Regions from separate parts of the Mus musculus genome. Here region 1 is linked to region 2. Evidence: chromatin contacts called from public HiChIP or PLAC-seq data. All regions are on one chromosome and are shown on one strand. Each heading gives the region's core, a stretch centred on a gene start, on an enhancer-like site or on the middle of the called end of the contact. The rest is flanking DNA. Distances are from core to core; before and after follow the strand shown.

Region 1 (4,029 bases), core at 1,181-3,680, 370 kb after region 2:
AGGCTCACATGATTCTCTTGTCTCGGCTTCCAAAGTGGCTATGGCTGCAACATGTATCCCCGGCTCAGGCTCAAACGTTTTCTTTCCCCCAATGCCACCCTGTCCACCCTGGACATCATCAATTCCCTGTGTATGTGTGTAAGTATTATACCCAAGGCACGGCAACACAGACAAAGCCCTACTGAAGCCTTGAAGTCACTTCTTCACTCGGCCTTGAAATCATGGAACAAGGAACACATTTCCAGCCAAGTTCCTCATTCCTTTACCCATTCACTCGACAAACATAGATTTAACGCTGCATTAGACACCAGCACCACAGAGGTGGGTTGTCACCTGCGGGGCGGAATGAGATGGTCCGGGCAGGAGTGTGTGCACATGCATGTGTGAGTGTGTGTGAGTGTGTGTGCGTGCATGTATGTGTATGTACATATGCGTGCACATGTGAATGACTGAAGGTCCAAGGAAACTGCATAGTCATTGGGTTTTCATCATGTCTGTAGTATGAGAATCCAGCTCGCCAAGTATGCATGCCTTAATTCCTTATTTGGCAAGTCAAGTGTCCTCTCATTCTTTCTTTGGTAATAATGTTATAAGTAAAAAGAAAATTTCTAGAAAGCCATTTCAACAGTAACACCACAAAGTAACAATGGCAATAACAAAATCCAAAGGAAACTGGACCTTTAACACACATTTATATTTATTTATTAAGTACATAACACCAAACACTTTATATATATATATGTGTGTGTATGTGTGTGTGTGTATGTATGTATATATATATATATATATATATATATATATATATATATATATATGCCACTGTGATGCTTTTTATATGCTTGGCCCAGGGAGTGGCACTGTTGGGAGGTGTGGCCTTGTTGGAGTAGGTGTGTCACTGTGGGTGTGGGCTATAAGACCCTCATCCTAGCTGCCTGGGAGCCAGTCTTCTGTCAGCAACCTTCAGATGAAGATGTGGAACTCTCAGCTCTTCCCACACCATGCCTGCCTGGAAGCTGCCATGTTCCTGCCTTGATGACAATGGACTGAACCTCTGAACCTGTAATCCAGCCTCAATTACATATTGTCTTTATAAGACTTGCTTTGGTCATGGTGTCTGTTCACATCAGTAAAACCACAAGTCAGCCACCTTGTTACAGTTTTTCTGCAAAGGGTTTACTGTCTGAGAATTGTTGGAAATGAGTCTGTTGAGGACAAAGACTGTGTCTGCATCCAGGTTGTCCATCCTCATTCATGCCAGATGAAATGGGAGACACGGGAGAAGCCCTTTCCCAAGCACCCCAGTGTCTGGTGGAACTTATGTCTAAGTTCTCTCAATGGTAGCAGGAAGAACCTCTTTCCCTTGCTTGGGAGACTAAGGGATGAGGAGTCCAAGGTTGTTTGTCCTGATACCCACAGACAGACACACAGACACAAATCCTGGAGGACCTGCCTAGCACAGGTGCATTGGTTTTGTGAGAGAGACCTGATGAAAGATGCCGACAGGTTTCTGTTCAGAACTTATGAGGAAATTTTAGAACGTGTCAGCAAGGCATTATACCAGCACATGCTCTTCTGATTAGGGGGCTCTGGACCCTTTGTCTTCCTGGACAGACAGACAGCTTTTGTGAACACTGGAACATTCTCTTCCCCACCCATCTCGGAGCTCTGCAACACATCTCTTCCTAGGCTCCAGATCCATCTGCTGTCTGTCTGTCTGTCTGTCTGTCTGTCTGTCTCCCCCACCTCTTTCTCTCTGTCTTCCCCATTCTCTCCTCTCTTTCTTTTTCTCCCACTCTCCCTCACTCCCTCCTTCCCCCTCCCCCTTTTCTCTCCTTCTCTCCCCCTTCTCCCTGTCTCTCCCTTCCTGACTCCAACTCTTGTAAGACCTGTAGCCTAGCCAACCTCTGGCTTCAAACCCCAGGCTTATTTCAAAGCTAATTCTAGCCTCCCTATATCTCTTTCAGAAAAATCCCATAAACACTAAGTTTTATCCCATTTGATATAAAAAAGGATGGTGACTCCTCAGTCCTCCCGGGGTCCTGCAGGTATGACACAGTGGCCATGCTCAGAGGATCAAGAAAGATCCAGAAAGACAGTGATGTCCCCAACTCCCCATGGCTGTGCATTTGTCCGGCCATCCTTTCGAGTGGTGGGCAGATCCTCAAATTTCCAAATGTTCTTGTGTGCGTCCTTCATCTCAGTGGGACTGCTGTACAGAGTTCTCTAGCCCCACGGCTACAGCAGGGATCTGAGGATGCACCCAGGGCCCGGGACAAGGAGAAACCACGGCACTGCGTGAATCAGAGCTGTGAGCCTTTCCCCAGCTTGTGCTTGCTCAAGCAGAAGAGGAAATGCTCTACACATCTCTCTACCACCCCCCTCCCCTTTATAGAAACCACTTTGAGATAGTTCTCATCTAGCAAGTGTATCTAAGTGACTCATAAAAGAGTCTATTCATGGACCTTTCTTCAGAGAACTCAATGAAGTGACTCACACATCTATTTACTAGACTTTATTGGGAATGTTAGGTGAAATCCTTTCCCCTGGGAACAGGAAGTTTTTGATGTTTCTTATCCAGAGGACATGGGGACACGATCACAGCCGGAAGACTGGCTTTCTCAGTAAGGGATGCTAGTAGGGTCCCCAGAGAGAACTTTGTGGAAGCAGGATTCCGAGTCTCTGTTCGAGGCAGTTCTCCATTGCCCAAGGAAGTGCTGATGACCGACTTTTAAGGAGAAAAGATTCCATTAGCACCAACCCATGCTAGCTCTGTTAGCTCTGCTGCCTTGAGAGGCAGACTGTCACAGCAGAGACGAATAGCACTGCAGAGCTCAGAGGCAGAGAGGGGGAGCGAAGTGTCCCACAGTCAAACCCCCCCCCCCACATACCATTTTATTCTCTCCTATTTTGAAACAGGACCTCATTATATAGCCTAGAATATACTGGAACTTACAATCCTCCTGCCTCAGTCTCCCAAGCTCTGAGATTATGGGTGTGTTCACATAGTCACAACCAGCTACATACCCCTCCCCTTGATGACACCCCCCCCCCAGGTTTCTAAAGGCCTTCTACTAGACCCCAATTTTTAACTAGACTGACCTTTAACATATGGGTCTTTGGAGAACATTCTAGATTGAAGCTATAACAGTTTTCAGAAGGCACGTTTGACTATTGTTTCAATGATCAAAAGTAATGGAAGGCAAAAGGTTTAACAGTGTTTCCTTTGTAAATATATTTCCTATGTAATATATTTATAATTTTTGTTTTAAAATTTTACTTTTTATTTTTTTGTGTATTGGTATTTTGCCTACATGCATATAAATATACTACATACACATACATACATACATGTACAATACACGCATACATACATACATGCACACATACACACATACATACATGCACACATACATACACACACATACACACACACAACATACATGCATGCATGCATGCATACATACATACATACATACATACATACACACAACATACATACATGCATATATACATACATACAACATACACACATACATACAGTGACTATGGAGACCAGGAGAGAGCACTGATCCCCTAGAGCAGAAGTTAAGGGCAATTTTGAGCTGCCACATGGATGTTTGGAAATGAACCCAGGACCTCTGCAAGAATAGCAAGTGCTTGTAAACTCTGAGCATCTCTCCGGGGCCCTGTTGTGAATCTTTAGGGAAGAGTGAAAGAAGAAAAGATAGCATCACAGGGCTTAACTTCTGAGCCTTGGGGACTTGGATCTGTCACTTTCTCATCTTTGGGGACACTAAGACATAACCCATCACCAGAAAGCAGGGAAGTGGAGTTAGAGCAGTCCCACTATGAGCTTTGCCCATTGCAAAAGGGCGGGGCATCCACCCACCCACCCACAGCACATAGCAGAAGGCTCTGAACCCAGCACACTCTCAGCCACACATGTCCTTGCTGCTGGCGCTGCCTCCCTCCACTCCCTAAAATCCTGGATCGGCTCACATTCTATTTTTAGAGACAGAAAGAATCTAA
Region 2 (3,953 bases), core at 351-2,850:
TAGACACAGTGACCACGTGGCTCTGTTTATTGCCTTGTTTATTCCTTGACTAGACTACTTTGCCTTTGATCTAGAACTAACCCTACTCTTTGCATATACCTAGAGTGGTATAATCAGACTGGGGGGCGGGGAAGCCCTGGTTAGGCCCTGGCTGGGGTCATGTTATAATGTTGTCTAATAGTCTTTTTTTTTTTTAATCCTTACTCCCTCCCTCAAGACCCTGTTGACTGACTGGGCTGGCTTGGTCAGGTATTTCAAATTTTAGGCAAAGCAAATTCGGCATGAGAACACAATAAGGATACGGACAGGAAAGGGAGGACAAGTCACCCCTGTTGCAGAAGGCATGACTCTATACTTAGCAGACCCTAAGGACTCCACCAGAGGACTGTAGAGTTGATAACTCTGGTGAAGCAGCAGTATTCAGAAATCAACATCTTTCACACACCAGTAATGAGTTTATGGAGAACTAGATCAAGAAAACAACCCCATTCACAATACCAGGAAAAAGCCAGACATGCAGGGGTAGCTCAGTGGTAAAGCAGTTGTCCACTGTGTACAAAGCCCTGGGTTCCATCCCTAATGAAACCAAAAGAAAACACTTAGGAGTCAACTCAACAAAAAGCCTTTGGTAGTACCTCCCTCACACCTTCAATCCCAGCACTGGGGATGCAGAGGCAGGTGGATCTCTGTGAGTTTGAGGCCAGCCTGATCTACAAACAGAGTTCCTGGCCAGCCAGGGCAACAGAGGGGAAACCTGTCTCAGATAACAACAAGAATAACAACAGCAACTTAACCAAAGAGGTGAAACTTAGCATTGAAGAATTAAAGAGCAAAATTAAAGATGACATTAGAAGATGGAAACACCTACTTTGTTCATGGATCAGATGGAATGGCTATACTTATAGGGAAAAAAATCCTAAAATTTTTATGGACTCCAAATTGTCAAAATAACAGAAAGAAGAAATACCTGACTTCATACACACTACAGAACCACACTAACAAAACTCGCCTGGTTTATGCAGAAAGCAAACATATGTATGAATGGAACAGAACATCCCTAAGAGAAGACATATACCAACAGGCCCAGCTCTCTGATTCTTGTTAAAAGTGTCCATGCCCAAAACAGATGTTGTATAAAACTTCAACAAATGGGGTTGGGGAAATAGGGTGTTCACTTGGACAAGGGATCTAGATAATCTGTCTGTCTCTCTCCTAAGTCAACTCAAAATGGATGAAATGCTTCCTGTGGTTTGTATATCAAATGCTCCCACCTCAGCAACTCCCTACACACACACACACACACACACACACACACACACACACACACACACACACAATGAGTTCCTGTGGTTTGTATATCAAATGCTCCCACCTCAGCAACTCCCTACACACACACACACACACACACACACACACACACACACACACACACACACAAAATGAGTTAGGCTCATGTGTTTCCACTCTGCCTCCAGCTGGTGGCGCTGTTATGACTCTTGGAGGAGGTGCAGCCTTGCTGGACAAAGTGGCTCCCAAGGAGCCAACTTTGAGGTCTTATAGCCCAGCCCCATTTCCTGTTCTCGGCTTCCTGACTGCTGATGAATGTAACTAGCTGCCTCACGATCCCTCACGATCCTTCCTGCGGGCTCCTTTCCCTGCCATGGCATGGCCCCTCTTAAACTGTAAGTCATAGAACCCTTGCTACTGTAAATCACTTCTGGTCAGGTATTTAGGCACAGCAATGAGAAAATAGCAAATTAAATACCCTTTAAAACAGTGTTGCATGCATGCATGCATGTGCATGTGAAGACCTGAGGTTGATGTTGAGAATTTTGCTGTTTCTCCTTACCCTATTCGCTGAGGCAGGACTGCTCAGTCAACCCTAGAGCTCTGTGATACGTCTTGTCTCACTAGGCAGCTTGCTCATTTCCCATTTCGTCAGGATTGACATGCTAGATTACTGCATTAGAAGTTCTAACCGACTCATCACACCGACTGCTGTTAAACACAGGGACAGCAGATGCCCAGGGCATACAGTTCATGGTTTTATTTGTCTTAAACTCTTAGTGTCAGCTGTGCTTATTACAATTCCATAATTCTATTAAATCGCATAACAGTGGCATTTAAAAAAAATCTTAAATTTTGAAAGTATTAGAACAAAATGGGAAACTCACTAAGCTGTAGGTCCAAGCAGCAATTTCATAAACAGAACTCCAATAGCTCAGGAAATAAAAGGAAGAATTTATAAATGGAACAAAATAAAAAAGTTCCTCCTATATACATACAGGAATAAGTGAATAAATGAATCTTTTTATCAATTTTTTTTGTTTTGTTTTTTGTTTTTTGTTTTTCGAGACAGGGTTTGTGTAGCCCTGGCTGTCCTGGAACTCATTCTGTAGACCAGGCTGGCCTCAAACTCAGAAATCCGCCTGCCTCTGCCTCCCAAGTGCTGGGATTAAAGGCGTGCGCCTCCACGCCTGGCTCAGATGAAAGGTTTTCAACATTTCAGCAACACATACACCGTGTCTTGGAAATGACTGATACAACTTGTGCTAAATAGGATTCAACTTATAGTTTACTGATTTTTGAATATACCACGTGTGTGTAGGTGTCCCTGGAAGCTGGAAGAGCCTGTCAGATCCCCTGGAGCTGGTTTTAGGCAGTTGTGAGCTGCCTGACATGGGTGCAGAGAACTTTAATGCAGGTTCCCGGCGAGAGCAGCCACAGTTGAAACTGCTGAGCCATATCTCTAGCCTCTAGCTTATTACTTAGAACAAACAAACAAACAACAAATAAACACGGGCATTAAACGTCATGGATTGCTTTTTTCTGAAACCATTGGAGCCTTCTCTTATGCTGTTAATGTGATGGTTGGTACTGATTTTCAACTGTCAAGTCATGCTTACATTCCTGGGGTACACTCATCTTTCATTGTGTTTTATTCAATTTTATAGTCATTTACTTTTCCATTTATATCTAAACAATATAGTAAAACAGACTTTGGTGGTATAGCCAGGGCTAGGCTAGAAACTCACTGGTCAGTCTAGGCTGACCTCAAGTCAGAGCTCCTTCTTATTGAACTCCTAGGTGCTGGATTTCAGACAGGAGCTCCTATTCCTTGGTCAAAATTCATTCATTCTGTTAGATTTTTTTCAATGAATAAGTTCTATTAACTTGGTGTTTATTGACTATTGGTTCTGTGTATTAGTAATATCTGGGTTACATATATTTTTCCCCCTGATGTCATTACTTATTTTTAGTCTCATTCCTAATCCATTCATTTAAAGTTGTTTTTCTTCCTTTTCTTTCTTTCTTTTTTTTTTCTGAGACAGGGTTTCTCTTTATAGTCCTGGATGTCCTGGAACTCACTCTGAAGACCAGGCTGGCCTTGAACTCAGATATCTACCTGCCTCTGCCTTCCAAGTGCTGGGATTAAAGGCGTGCGCCACCACTGTCCGGCTAAAGTTACTTTTCTTATAGTCTTTAACAGTATTTCATAAGAATGGACATGTACGTTAAATTATCTTTTAAAAATATTTTCTAGTTCTATTATTTTTTTCTTAGCCTCTTGGGTTATTTAAAGGTGTGTTTATTTTGTTTTGTTTTTCAGACATCATGCAGCTCTGACTGGCCTGGAACTCTGTCTGTAGACCAGACGGGTCTCAAATTCACAGCCACACACCTGCCTTTGCCTCCTCAATGCTGGTCTCTTTCACAACGATTATTTTTTCATAGTTTTTGCTGCTGGAATCCAACACACCACCTTGAGCATGCTAGGTAAGCTTCCTACCGCCATCTAATTACCAGCTCTACTACTATTCACTTATTTATAAAACATTCTTTTCTGTGTATGAATGTTTTGCCTGCATATGTTTGTGTATCATTTGTATGCAGTGCCCTCTGAGGCCAGGAGGAGGTGTGGGATCCTATTACAGACAGTTGTGAGCTGTCAT

What was found. HiChIP or PLAC-seq counts read pairs in DNA pulled down with a chosen protein or histone mark.
Region 1: a contact with region 2 is called in a CTCF HiChIP or PLAC-seq map of the NIH/3T3 cell line, with 11 read pairs. The contact joins the enhancer-like site here to the promoter of D5Ertd605e in region 2. A contact is called at or near these places in 4 of 39 promoter capture datasets (embryonic stem cells, liver and stem cell-derived epiblast-like cells), 1 of 15 datasets of contacts at CTCF or cohesin (the NIH/3T3 cell line), 5 of 115 datasets of contacts at active chromatin or transcription factors (acute myeloid leukemia, embryonic stem cells, pancreatic cancer cells and 2 more) and 1 of 9 other capture datasets (embryonic stem cells).

What each region holds. Positions count from the first base shown.
Region 1 is chr5:147,784,656-147,788,684 of GRCm38.p6, forward strand. No RefSeq gene overlaps it. Among named protein-coding and RNA genes, the nearest start is that of Gm35592, 22 kb to the left of the region's middle. Within about 2 kb of position 2,431, at least 52 of the 459 cell types and tissues checked have an H3K27ac peak or open chromatin away from gene starts, as enhancers often do. A contact at or near this core is called in the NIH/3T3 cell line, pancreatic cancer cells and trophoblast stem cells, where this site is marked.
Region 2 is chr5:147,417,020-147,420,972 of GRCm38.p6, forward strand. D5Ertd605e (DNA segment, Chr 5, ERATO Doi 605, expressed) reads left to right here and starts at 1,601. Exons shown (of 3, transcript NR_033625.2): 1 at 1,601-1,682; 2 at 3,611-3,777.